Linked DNA regions of Macaca mulatta: all the other regions are linked to region 3. The links are chromatin contacts, called in public Hi-C maps. All regions are on one chromosome and are shown on one strand. Each heading gives the region's core, a stretch centred on a gene start, on an enhancer-like site or on the middle of the called end of the contact. The rest is flanking DNA. Distances are from core to core; before and after follow the strand shown. Region 1 holds the start of REEP3 (receptor accessory protein 3). Region 2 has its middle 200 kb from the start of JMJD1C. Region 3 holds the start of LOC144331400.

Evidence for each region. A called contact is a pair of places that touch in the nucleus more often than the background predicts.
Region 1: a Hi-C map of fetal cortex germinal zone shows a contact between it and region 3, with 4 times the contacts expected there. The contact joins the promoter of REEP3 here to the promoter of LOC144331400 in region 3. A contact is called at or near these places in 4 of 14 Hi-C or Micro-C datasets (CD4 T cells, fetal cortex germinal zone, fetal cortical plate and 1 more).
Region 2: a Hi-C map of fetal cortex germinal zone shows a contact between it and region 3, with 2.7 times the contacts expected there. The contact joins the enhancer-like site here to the promoter of LOC144331400 in region 3. A contact is called at or near these places in 7 of 14 Hi-C or Micro-C datasets (blood, cortical neurons, fetal cortex germinal zone and 3 more).

What each region holds. Positions count from the first base shown.
Region 1 is chr9:86,273,805-86,278,277 of T2T-MMU8v2.0, forward strand. REEP3 (receptor accessory protein 3) reads right to left here and starts at 2,634. Exons shown (of 8, transcript NM_001261663.1): 1 at 2,498-2,634. The coding sequence starts at 2,529. It overlaps JMJD1C (jumonji domain containing 1C), which reads left to right and starts at 2,190. Exons shown (of 26, transcript XM_077946712.1): 1 at 2,190-2,337.
Region 2 is chr9:86,078,156-86,082,874 of T2T-MMU8v2.0, forward strand. No RefSeq gene overlaps it. Among named protein-coding and RNA genes, the nearest start is that of JMJD1C, 200 kb to the right of the region's middle. Within about 2 kb of position 2,141, at least 11 of the 40 cell types and tissues checked have an H3K27ac peak or open chromatin away from gene starts, as enhancers often do. A contact at or near this core is called in fetal cortex germinal zone, where this site is marked.
Region 3 is chr9:86,162,222-86,166,700 of T2T-MMU8v2.0, forward strand. LOC144331400 reads left to right here and starts at 1,703. Exons shown (of 2, transcript XM_077947934.1): 1 at 1,703-3,425; 2 at 3,852-4,479. The coding sequence starts at 2,338. The coding sequence ends at 3,150.

The DNA.
Region 1 (4,473 bases), core at 1,384-3,883, 110 kb after region 3:
TGAGAAACACGTTTCTTTTCATGACATTTTCTTCCTCACATTACTGTTCCCTGTCTTTAGCCTCAAACCTTACATTCTGTAGCTAAAGCACTTTAACTGCAAAGAGGCTTTAATCCCCTCTCTCCAGTTAGGGAGTCTCCTAAGGAGTCTCCTTGTTTTCCAGGTCTCCACTGGAAAATTTCACAGAAGGGCAGAGAATCTTCCAAAGCAAAGCTGTTGCTGCCTTATAACATTTACCCCTTCTTTCTTGAAAACACACCCCAGGCTATCTTTCCAGCTTGCTTTTTCCCCACCCGAGTCCCTCATGCCCACTGTAACTAATCTGGGCTTTTCCTCCTCTGGGCTTTGGCTCACGCTGGTCCCTATATCTGGAATCCTTTCCTTTTTCATCTTTGGCCGCCTCGATTCTGTCCATTCTTTTTTGTTTTTTTGAGGCACAGTCTCACTCTGTGGCCCAGGTTGGAGTGCAGTGGCACGATCACGGCTCACTGCAGCCTTGACCTCTTGGATTTGAGCGATCCTCCTCAGTCCCTGAGTAGCTGGGATAACAGGTGTGAGCTACTGTGACCGGCTAATTAAATTTTTCATTTTTTGTGGAGACAAGGTCTTGCTCTGTTGCCTAGGCTGGTCTCTAACTCTTGCGATCAAACAATCTTCCCTCCTTGGCCTCCCAAAGTGCTAGGATTACAGGTGTGAGCCACTCTACTGGGCCTGTCTATTTTTTAAGGCCCATCTGAAACATAATCTCCCTTGCCTTTTCTTTTTCTCAACCAGATATCCCTTCCTTGTCCAACACTGGGTATTCAACTGGGTGTAACTTTTATAAGAGTTGACATTTGGATCTGTACCGCAGATATCTGTGCACCCAAACTGTCAATGACCATGATCAACTACGTGTTACTGACCTTTGTGTTACAGGTAGCACCTAGAACAGACGTTCGTATTGTCAATTATGAAAAACAAAAGTCTAAAAGTGCTTCACAATTTTCTGTCAGTTGAAGAACTGGTCAAAGAAATCCAGAGGCTTTTTTTTTTTTTTTGTAAAGTACAGCTTCTTAATAGGGCACTTGATTTTCTAGGTGTGGACACAACAGTTGATAGACATCTACTAGGTCAAGAAAGGTATGCCTGGATTAGGTAAATGACAGACTCAAAAGAGAGGCCAGGAAAAGGCTAAAAAACAATCTGAAGGCATCTGCGGTATCCTTTTGTTTATATCTTGATTTTTAGTTTTGTACAGGGGAACACAGGAAGCTCTGAGGCTTTAAAACTAGAAACTTTGCAATTTAATCAAATGAAAAATTTTGAATGCTGTGCTGCAAATCGGATTAAATAGGACTAGTAATTCACTTCCAAACAAAATAAACACCAAACTCAGAAAATTTAGCTCCTTTTAACAACAACAACAAAAAATCTGGTAATGTTATTTTTCCGAAATTCTAAAGCTAATCAGAGAAGCCTGCCCCCTCACATAAACATTTTTTCATATACCTTTATGAAACCTTCTGAGATAACACTACTACAGAGATGAATAATGAATTCACAGACCCTAGCTGTAACTACGTCATTGTTTACTTGGTGACTTTTTTTTTTTTTTTAAATCGGGGAGAGGGGTAAAATGGGGAGGATGAGAGAAAATCAGTTTAAATTGTATTCAAATACATTTACACGATTAACACCACAACTCAAGGAATTTTTTTTTCTTACAGACCTGTAGCACTTGTTGGTAGGAGAACAATGAAATGAACCGATAGTTTGAACAAAGGCAACAGGCACCTACAGCCTTTCAATCACTTAGCAAATATTTCCGCCAAGACAGGGCCGAATTCGGGGATCTAGGCGAGCAGCCGGGTGTCACCTTTCTCGGTAAGCTGCAAATCTTGGGACAACTAGGACCCTTCCCAGGGATCCTGGACTGGGAGCGGTCTCGGGTTTTTAGACAAATCTCTCCTCCTACCACACGTGACCGAATGGCAATCAGCCGCCAAGAGAGACACCGCAACGCATCAGCCGCGGGATACAAAGGCTCGGCACTGCCACCGCATCCTCGGGAGGATCGCGGAGCCTCCCGCGCTCGGCGTCTGCGGAGCCTGCGCAGGGAGCAGCTGCGAGGCGCGCCGCTCCCGGGCCCGCAGGGCGGTGCCGCGCTGCGCGGGGAGCAGAAGCGGGGAGCGCGCGCCGCCTGCCCTGAGCGCCTGCCCACCCAGCGCCGCCGGAGCAGGGGCGCCGCGCCGCACGCAGCCGAGCAGCGCCACAGCTGCCGCCGCCGTCGCAGCCGCAGTCGCCGCAGCTAGGCCCTCGGCAGCCGCAGGGAGCCCCGCAGCGACGTGGACCAAGGTGAGGAGGCCGAGGGCTCCCCCGGCCCCACGGCAGGCCCCAGGCCGGGCCACCCCGTCCCCGCCCAGGCCCAGGCCTTCCCTTTCCTCTCGGCTCCTTCCCCTTCCCACAGCTCCCCTGGGCCTCGCGCCGGCTGCAGGGCGCCGTGAGCGGCACTTACACCACAGCTCTGGAGATCATCCAGGACACCATCTTCACGGGGGCTTGGGCCCCACGTCCGGGACGGGTGGGCGCAGAGCGCTGCGGACCAGGCCGCCAACGGCAGGCCGCGCGCTTCGCCGGCTCCTCGCGCTCCCCGGGGCCGCGCTGGCGCCCTCGGGAGCCGGGCCCGGTGTGTGCGCGCGGCGGCCTGGGCTGCGAGGCGGTCGGTCCCCCGCCCGTCCCCGCCCGTCCCAGCCCGCCCCCGCCCGCCGGCCTGGCCGCCGAGCCGGCCAGCCCCGCCCCTGCGCTCCGCTGATAGGCGGCGGCGGCGGCGCGTTGGCCCAGGCCAGGGCCGGGGCCAGGCGGCCGGGCTCCGGGGCTGGACCGGCAGGACCGTAGCCTGTGCTGGACGGCCTCGCGGCCGCGGCCTTGGCCCTTGCGCTCTAACCAACCTTACCCTCCTCCTTAGCTCTTTGGGACGCCCACCTCGCGGCAAGAGTGCGGCAGGAGGCTGAGGAAGGGTACTGGAGGGCAGGGATTGGCAGCGCCTGTGTGAAAAGTGAGATATTCGCAGGAACTCGGTGTCCAATAAAAGACTCTCGACCAGGCCCTGGTTTTGGAGAGCCAAGACTTTGAGGTGTGCCTGGCCACATCCGGTACCCTCAGTGTTTACGGAGGCCCAGCACCAAAGGCGTCCTTATAGTACCGCATTTTAAGGGAAATGTCGAGAGGTTCTTGCATAGGCCTCCTTGTGTGCCGCGAGTCTCGTGGTGCAAGGCAGGGAGGGACAGAGGAGGATTTCATGTTTGCGGTGGTGAGTGTAGTGATACCACTGTTCTGGGCCTCTTAGGGCACCTTTTCATTAGAGCATCTGCAAAGACTTTTACAGACACAAATCTCCATTATTTCCCTGAGGCCTGCCAGATGTTCAAAGTAAGGGCTGGGTCTAGGATTCCTGACCTGTCTTAAGATTTACAACTGTATTACAGCTATAAGATTTACAACTGTATTTTTTGGAGGTTGGGTTACTGCTTACCCTTGCTGTTCTTGCAAATATCATTTCAAGGGTAGACTTTTAAAACTTTTTTTTTTTTTTTGTGACAGTACCAAATTGAGAAAATGATCTTAAAGTTTAGATATTTTTCTTTTTTCCAATTAAGACGATAGTAAAAGATAATTCTAGTATTCAGATGGTGTGAAGAATAAAAGATGAAATGTAGGCTTGGAGCCTTTAATTAAAGTCCTAAAAAATATGATGGCTTTTGTGACCATACTATAATTTTGTCTTCTTGTTCCTCAGTTTCCCTGTGATAAAAAGGGGATAATAATACTGTAGTCTGTCTCTTGCCTTTCGGGGATGATGTGAGGCACTGCTAAATAATATGTTTAGGAAATAATGTGACTTGCGTGGAAGACAATCAAAGGACACAACAGATTATCCTAAATTTCTTTCAGTTCTCAGTCAATAAATTGGGTAATTTATTTAATAAATAAATTTATTTATTATTATTATAATAAATTTATTTATTGGGTAATTTATTTAATAAATAATAAATCATTATTTAAGAAACAAGCTCAGAACTTTCTACTGTTGGGTTAGGTTCTTTTTGCTTATTCATGTCAAGACTATTTTTATTTCAGGAAGTTTAGTAGTAATTTGCATTTACTCTGAATCTTTTATTTTTGGTCATTATTCAGCGTTGAGGATCAGGTGTGCTGCATAAGCACCAGCGTGTTGGCGAACTCTCTTGTTCAATAAAACTGAAATGAATTTGAATATCATTCATATCCCTTCACGAACAGGTCCTGAAATAGCTTTACAGCCTTTACTTTCACTACCTTCACCCCCAACTCCTAATGTACCCTTTCCCTACCTCTCTTCTCTGAACCAGTCTGTATTTTCATGCTCAGTGCTTTTGCCCAGATTTTGTTTTTCCCTTAACACTTTGCTCCCCATTCTGTACCTATCAGAACCCTCATTTTTCAGTGGCCTAT
Region 2 (4,719 bases), core at 891-3,390, 84 kb before region 3:
TAATCTAGCTACTACCATGTATTTGTTGTTGTTGTTGTTGTTGTTGTTGTTTTTGAGATGGAGTCTCACTGCGTCACCCAGGCTGGAGTGCAGTGGCGCAATCTTGGCTCACTGCAAGCTCCGCCTCCTGGATTCACACCATTCTCCTGCCTTAGCCTCCCAAGTAGCTGGGACTACAGGCTCCCGCCACCACGCCCGGCTAATTTTTTGTATTTTTAGTAGAGACAGGGTTTCACCATGATAGCCAGGATGGTCTTGATCTCCTGACCTTGTGATCTGCCCACCTTGACCTCCCAAAGTGCTGGGATTACAGGTGTGAGCCGCCCCGTCCAGCTACCATATATGTTTTAAAAGACTAAATTCATCTTTCATTTGATTCTTTCTCTCTCTGTTCTTCTGTCTGTCTTTCTGCAGATAAGGTTTAATAGTTTAGTATAAAGAAAATAGAACTTCTCTCATATTGCTTTTGTACTTTGCATACTTATTTTTGCAATTATTATAGTATTGTAGAAGATATACATTATATTCATGTGAATTCTAATGGCAGAAATATTGACTAAAATGGATATTACTCATATCACTTTTCCATATTCAATTTTATACTAAAATGATCCTTTCATTTAATCTGTTAATCATAACATAAAAAGCTGCACTTCCCACAGAATATAGAAATATGAAGTTCAAATATACATTATATTATAGCCTGCTTTTCCCCACAAGGCTAATAGTATGAAATCAATTTTTGATATGGAGGTAGAAATTATAAATTATTTTTAATCAACAAAAGAACAGAATCATTAACTCCCAGGCCATGACTTGATTTGGAAGTTGATTAGGGATCAAGTTATCTTCCTGAAACCTACCCTCCAGTGTAAAATTTCTATATTGAAAAATATGATGAACAACCTTTTAAGGTTCTGCTTTTTATGTCTCTAGTACTTTGCTGCAGCTTACAACACACTTTTAAATACATAGGTTTTCTGAGTAATTCTGAGACAGAAAAGACCTTATCTTCTTAAGGCCCATGAAGACCTGGCATACTGATCTTCAAGTTGAATTCAGCCCACAGATCTATTTATCTATTTTGTGAAGCACACACAGTTTTTCTTAATTCATTGCCAATATTTAAAAGTTTAGCACTTTGACGCTATAAAAAAGAACTGGGCAAGGCATGGTGGCTCATGCCTGTAATGCCAGCACTCTGGGAGGCTGAGGTGCATGGATCACTTGAGGTCAGGATTTCGAGAACAGCCTGGCTAACGTGGTGAAACCCCATCTCTACTAAAAATACAAAAAAGTAGCCAGACATGGTGGCACATGTCTGTAATACTAGTTACTCGGGAGGCTGAGGCAGGAGAATAACTTGAACCCAGGAGGTGGAGGTTGCAGTGAGCCGAGATAGCACCAGTGCATTCCAGCCTGGGAGAAAGTGTGAGACTCCATCTCAAAAATAAGTAAATAAATAAAAATAAAAAACACCACACGAAGAACTGGCTGTCCCAGTGACCCACATTCCCAGTGGCAACAACTGACTTGAGTCAACTTGGGTAGAGGATGCCCCTTTTGGGGAAGACTGTTTCTCTTCAGTTTGCCACAATCCCCACCATTCTCTTATACCCCCTAAAACTGAGATACAAGGTCAGTTGTCACTTACCATGTTCTACTGGTCCTCCCTCTCTTATAATGTGACTGCTTGGCCCATGAGGTATATGGGAAAAGAGGCCAGGTCCTTCCAGTCACCCCAGGAATGGTGAGGATGCATTACTCATAGATGAGGCTTAGGGTATTTGCTGGAAAAGCATGCAGCTGAGTTTGGAGATAACTTGAAGGGTTAAATACGGAAAAGACTTTCAAAGATCATCTCATTCAAACTCTGAGGTCCCAGAGGCTGAGTGACTTGTATCACATCACACAGTGAATTTACAGAAAATCCCAGCTTAAAGCCCAGGTCTCTTAACTGCTGGCTCCTATCACTGTAATAACAGAAATAGGAAAAAGAAACAACTACAGAGAAAGGAAGGAGAGTGGGGACACAATCTCCCTTCCCCCTCTCCCAGGCTGTGGCAGGCAGCCAACTGGAGCTTTCTGCATATTTAATTTAAACCTTTGTCTGCCCTGGCAAGGACAAAGTACAATCTGTTTTATGTAAAAAGTCTTCCCTGAGGAAAGCCTCAGCCTCCAGCTGCGAAACTGATTGATGTTCTTCAAGTCCCCAGGAACCTCTGCTGGGATCCGAGGTTGTGGTTTCCAAAAAAAGAGTCTGTGAAAAGGGAAGCGCTGAAAACAACAACAAAAATTTTCCTTTATTGTGTTTTCTCTCAACCTGGGAGAATTAGACTAAAACAAGGAGGGGGGTGTTGGGACATGCAAATAAAGACTATATTTTAAAGCAGATTTCAGAGTCCCAGATGGGAGGGGTTTGGGATGGCAAGCTGCTGCCAGAGGGAGACTGGAGCCTTGTCTAGAAGCTTTATTTGCATAGCAAGCACTTTGCTTTTACTTAGATTGCCTGTTCCAATCAATAAAGCTACTAAAATGTTCTGAAGATGCTTTATCCACACTTGAGGAAAGACTGAAAGCATCAATATCCAATAGTGTCACTAGTGATGTTTTATTTGGAATGTTTGGGAAATGTTCTAATAGAGATTAAAATCCATCTTATTTTGAGGGTTTCCTGATACTATGTTTTGGAGAACCAGATTTGGGGTGGCATTTCTTGCAAAACCAAAGCCAGGTTTGAAATCCAGTCTCGGAGTCATCTCTGAATGTTTCTGGATTGGTTAGAGCCAGGGGATCTCCTGCCAGATTTCTGCTCCATCCTGTCTGACTTCTACTTTAACCTGAGGCCCTATGCACAGATAGCAACACTGATGTGCCCCCAGATGACCCAAAGAGGGCAAAACCACTACAAAAGTTCTGAGGATGATGGAAGTTTCACCCTGGAGGACTGGTCTCTCCCACTGATCCCTGGCCCTACCTGGGGCAGCCTGTGTATCAGGCTGGAAGGAGGCCATGGGTGACAGTGCAAGGTTCTGCCTTCATCTTCTGGCTCAGCAGCCAAACTTAAGCATGGAGTTAGAACAAAGCTATTGCCAGGTCAGGGCTAAGGAGCTCGAGCCTGTCTTGGGGTAGAACCAGGACCCAGAAACCATTGCCATGAGCCACCAGCTGGCTCTGATCCCAGGAACATGTGCAGCTGCTGCACAGGCCAGACTAGTCCTGCAGACTGTCACTGTGCCAGCCCCTCCATTAGGCCTCCCGGTCTCTGCTCTCATCAGGCTCACACCCAGTGCCCCATGTGTACTTTGGCATCTGCCTGCCTTTAGATGTCCTGGGATGACTGAATAAACCTTCAGAAAAGCCATGTGACCTGCTGATTCTTATCTTTCTGGACATCACACCTTTGTTCTAAAACTCCATAGAGGCCAAAGTGTATAGATTCAAATCTCTGAAGTTCCTTGGTATGATGAAAACGAAGGAATAAACAATTTCCCTTAACTCTGTGTGGTCTAATTTAAAGGCCTTTCATTAGTACTCACAGGAAAAACACGGGCACCATAGCAGCGGAAACAGAAATCCCTCCCCACATGCCCTGATGGCGGGGGAAAAACCCATGAATGGCCACATTCACAGCTGTTTCTAGAAGTGCTTCCTGGTATCGTGGGCATTAAAGCTTCAGTAATAAAGTTAATAGCAATACAATCATACTGGAAAAAGGTCAAAAGGAGGAAACCCTTTTTTTAAAATATTATGCTGTTCTTTTTACAAACTAGGTCATCTTCTGTACCAGTAGCATTCCTCAAGGCATTGGGTCCCACTGACCCTTTAAGAACTTACTCTAAAAAATCGGGCTGCTTCTTACCCCAATTTTGTTTCTTCCCAAATGTGTTAGGCCCTCTCCAACCTGGATACAAATTCCAGCATTTTGACAAGCTGTACCTAGTCCTCTATAGATTCTCTTATCACCAGGGAAAGGCCTATACAACTGCTCAGTAAGCCTTGGCCATAAGGCATGCTCCCTAATACAGAATAAAGGGCAGAATGCCACAGTGCGGCCAGCAGGCTCAGTCCCATGGAGAGCAGCCCAGTAGGGCTTAAGCTGTAAAGACAAGTAAGACAAGGTCTCTGTGCTCAGGAAACTGGTAATCTAGGGGAGGCCATGGATGTGTTGCTTAACAAGGTGATAAGTGCATGCTAGCAGTGTGAACCAAGTGCCATGGGAACTCCAAGGAAGCAATGATTAATTATGCAGGGTATGGGGATTAAAGATCTGGGAATGTTTCCCAGAGGGAGAAACAGTGGAGCTGAAACATAGAGGATAAGCAGGCTTTGATCATGACAAAATTTGGGGGGCAGAGTTCTCAGCAAGATACTTTCCAGGAAGATGCATGGTGCAAAAGTCTTCCAGACACTGAGAGGTTTTATTACATGAAATGCTTGGAGCATAGCAGGTCATCCAAGACAGTTGGAGTTTACAGTATAAGGTGGAGGGTGACACAAAAAGACTAACTAGTTGGGTTGAGCCAGATGGTGACTCTCGGAAAACGAACTCCTTGGATTTTATCCTGAAGGCAGTGGTGAAGTGGATGAAGGATTTTAAACAACCGGCTGGGTCAAGGGTTTAGTTTGGTGTATGACAAGCAAAGTTGTCTAAAAGTGACTCTGGGAGGTCACCTGGGGTGGCTTGGACAAGCCAACTGGAACAGGGGCTTCCCCCCC
Region 3 (4,479 bases), core at 453-2,952:
ATTTTTTTTTTCTCTTTCTTTTTTTTGGTTAAGAGACAGGGTCTCACTATGTTGCCCACTAATCTCAAACTCCTGGGCTCAAACGATCCTCTTGTGTCAGTCTCCCAAAGTCTGGGATTTCAGGTGTGAGCCACCACACTTGGCCATGATATTTTGTCAAGCCCAAAGCCTCTCAAAGTCCTTCCCTTCCTGGTCAGGGCTCTGGAATACACAGAAAATACCCCTTGGACACAGCTACCTTTGAAACCAAAGAGTTTGAGTGTAGGAAGGAAGAACCAGTCCAACCCTTCTTTAACTTTAAAGCAAAGGAAGCTGAGCCTGAAAAATTTAAAAGACTCCTATAGTTTCAGCAGCTCCCCTCTATACACAATAGCCCTGACCTTTTCAGAATTGCACTTTCTGTGCATCTAATATATTTTTGAGTTCCCAAATTTTCACTTAATACAGAGGTTGCCTTGATCAGATTCTTCTAAAATTCCAAAGGAAGAAGGGGCTCTGCAGAAAAAGAGATGTTTTCAGCATACATCTGTAATACCTTATCATCACCCTAGTGAAATATTCTGAAAGAACGAATCATCTTCTTTGGGAAGAGGTTATAATGGGAAACCCAGAAGTCAAATCCATGTTTTAAAAGGCTTTCACAGTATGATGAAAGACTATGTGTGCATCACTATCATTTCATCCAATTTCCTCTAGTTAGACTGAAAACTCTGCCAGGGGAAGGACTGGAGATGTGCCTAGAGTGTTGTGGGTTTTATTCATTCAACCAGTGTATTAAAACTCATACTCCTTTTAAAAAAGGATCTCTGGAGGCTACCTAGTTACCATTGCCCACACCTTTCATTTTGGTGGTAAACAGTCTACTCACATTGATAATGACAATTATGTCCTTCCTATGCATCAAACTTTGTGTTAAGCACTTGATTTGTACTATCATTAATCCTTAACCCTTACACCACCCCTATGCTACTCTAAAATGTACAGTTACATTTTAGAAATAATGAAGCTTGCCAGGCATGGTGGCTCACGCCTGTAATCCCAACACTTTGGGAGGCTGAGCTGGGAGGAATGCTTGAGGCTAGGAGTTTCAGGCGAGCCTGGGCAACACAGTGAGACTCCCTATCTCTAAAAAACAAAAATAAAAAATTAACCAGGTGTGGTGGCATGCGACTGTAACCCTAGCTCGTTGGAAGGCTGAGGCCAGAGGATAGTCTGAGCCCAGGAGTTTGAGACTGCAACGAGCTAGGATCGTGCCATTGTACTTTAGCCTGGGCAACACAGTGAGACCCTGTCTCTAAGCAGCACCAGGGGCATAAGAGATTGAGTAATTTGCCACGAGTCACAGAAGTAGGCAATGGAAGAGTTCATATTTGAAAACTAACCGCAGGCATTTAATACCCTATTTTCTTTTGATTCTCAGTGAAGCCTGGCAGTCTTTGGGAGAGGAAACCCCAAGGCTTGTTCACAGTTTCAGCTGGTGAATAAGGTGGGACCCATTCATGCACTTCGCCCCCAACGGGAGATTTGCCATAAATTGAAGACTCTGAATAGTCACTGGGTTTGGAAGAGAGTATGCGTCAACTGGGACCATCCAATGAAAAAGGACCAACATCATTTAACATAATTTTCTTGTTGGTTATGATTTTTTTCTCTAAGGATATTTTCCCCCCTCTGGTTTTCTAAATTGTCACAAAACATTTGCGCAACGACCTGGGGTGTTATGACACCCTTAAATGAAAATCTGAGGACAGCTTGGATGAAGGACAACTTTTAAGTAAGAACACAGTCCGCCCTCGCCTTGGTTAAACAAATCGAATGGAAACGATTTGTTCAAGATGGGAGCATCCAATAAACGCAAGCTCTTCGAAACAGCCCTGATTCCCTGGCAAACGCTGTTGCTTAGCGAAACGTCAAAACCCCTACGTGCAAACAAACGTCTGAGGGGCGCCCCCGCCCTGCGCAGGCTTCTCCAGGCAGCTCGGGCTTTGGAGAACGTCTGGAGGACATTGGTAGCTCCTCCCTCTCCGGTTAAAGACTTGGGTAGGGGATCGAGGATCTCCGAGTCGGGTCATCTGGGCTGACCCGCATCCCGACTCCCAGGACTATGCAGGGGAGCTGGGGGGCGAGTCGCTCCGCGCCAGGAAACGCCTGCGTCTCAGCGCAGGAACAGAGGCGAGAAGCAGAGGGGAGCCCTGCCCTCGTTCCAGACCTGGAGCAGTGCGCCCCTCCCCCGCCCCGGAAACATCCCCGCCGCCCCTCCCTCCACCACCACCTCCCGGGGACCTAGGTTATAAAATCCCACGCAGTGGGGCGGGCACGGTGACGGCGGTTGGGGGGATGGCGCAAGCCGCCACCGCCCACTGGCACGGCACCAGCGCCCTCCAGCACCCAACCGCCGCCTTCCTCTCCCCGGCGAGGCTCCAGGTTCCCTCCCGTCAGCCCAGCCCCCCAGCGCGGCTCCTGCCTCACTGCACCCACCCGCCCTGCACCACAACCTCCCAGCTCGGCCCTGGAGAGCGCCCCCCCGCATCTGGACTCCCGCTGTCCGAGGGAGGAGCCGCGCCGCGGCCGCCCCGCCCTTGGCGTTCTTTGATTCTCCCGGCCTCTGGGACATCTGGGTGCCGAGGGTTACGTGCATCAGATGTGGCTCCTGGGCCGCCAGATGTGCGCGTTCCCTGCCCGGGGCAGGCGGCCGGCGAGTCTGGGCGGACGCGTGGGAGGGGCTGGGAGTTTTCCCTCCTAGCTGACTTAAAAGCCAGCAGAACCTCAAGCCCCCTAGGCTCCCGGGGGGGAGCCTGGGCCTCCTGGCTCTCCGGGACTCACTGCCCAAAGGAAAAGTTTCCAGCCCAGTCTGTGCCTCGCCGCCGAGCAGCCCTTGGGGCTTCTCAAAGTGGTAGAGAAAATAGGGCAGTTCTACAGGATGCCCCAAAGAAAACCCTCATATGTCGACCAGCGGACCTTAGTGCTGGCGTGGGACTACAGCTGCGTAGCCAGCAAACCCCAGGTGGGGGAGGGGGAGAAGTGGCGGTAGAGTTCGCATCTGGGGCTTGCTCTAAAGCGCTCTTTGACCGCTTTTGGATTCCATATTTGAAGTTGAGAGTCGTATTCCACCTGGTACAGGCAGTTCAGGGCACGAGAAAAGCCAAGTGAACTCTGTGACTCAATCCCCTTGGAATGTGCCTGGAATAATAATAGGGACTTGAAAGGGTTTTATGGCCGAGGTGGCTAGTGGAGACCAGGCTCCTACGCCTTGCAGTTGGCGGACGGCCGAGGGGGGCAGTATTGCCTTATGCAGAGCTTCTGCGCCTGCAAACGGGACAAAAATAGTCGGAGCATCTGGTTTAAATCAACCAAAAAGCATTTCTATCAGCTTAATCCACCGGCCTGCAGAACCGACAGAACAGGACAAGCCAAATATATTCCCGGTACTCTTTTAACACTCCTATAATAGCTGAGCCCAATCACACTTTACCGCTGGGATTTCTGTGTCCTACCATACAACTGTCGTTATTTTATAGATGTTGCAAATTAAACTTCCTTTTCTGGGGTTGTGTGTGGGCATGTGCTTAAGCAGTTACATTTGCAAGCAACGCTCGACTACGCTGCCCTTTTCGTTTTCCTTTTTCTTTCTCTCTTTTGGTATGAGATCTTAGAATAGTAAAAAGTATCTGAGGCCAACATATGGGTTGCTTACACCACTAAATATATAGCTGCATTACCCTCCCTTAACGCCCTAATCAGAATTCCAAAGGCAAGTTGGAACAAAAGAAAAACGTGTCTGAGTGTAAAGGGAGAACTTGTGCCAAGAATTACAGTCGCAGGGTAAATAACCTTGTTTTCTCCTTCATCAGTGGCCGCTACCAAGCCCCGTTCTTGGAAAGTGGCCAACAGTCTGTCTGGTGGAGGGTGCTGCTAATTAGAGAGAACCCATAAACCTCTCTGTCAAAGAGGGCATGTGACCTTCCCTTCAAGTCTGAACAATAAAGCTGGCGAACTGCAGACTGCACTCAACACTGGCTGCCCCGCGGATTCCCTAAATAGGAACAGGATGAAGGCCAGGCTCAAGAGGTTACCATAGCTCTGCTCCCACACTTTGAGGAATCGGTCACTCCACTTCCCCGTATAACTTGTTTCAATTACTCTTTACAATCTATTTAGAGGAGAGAAGCTTGCAGAGAGCACTCATTGTCTAATCTAAATGAGGAAGCAATTATTACTTGCTGCAGTCTAATGTGTTTTGAGACTGGTGGGTCAAAGAGCAACCTGATTTCTTGTAACGTGTCTTTGCACTTTGGAAGATACACCTTTTTAATTACATTTATTTACTCCTGCTTTTATGAAACATTTGTCTATTAAGATTACAAAATTAAGGTGTTTTTCCCCTTCTCAGTCTTCAATGTCCTTTTTAATTTTAGAATTTAAGCTATTGTAAACACCCCAACTACTTTTGCATGTTGCTTAATGTTAAATTTTTTTTAG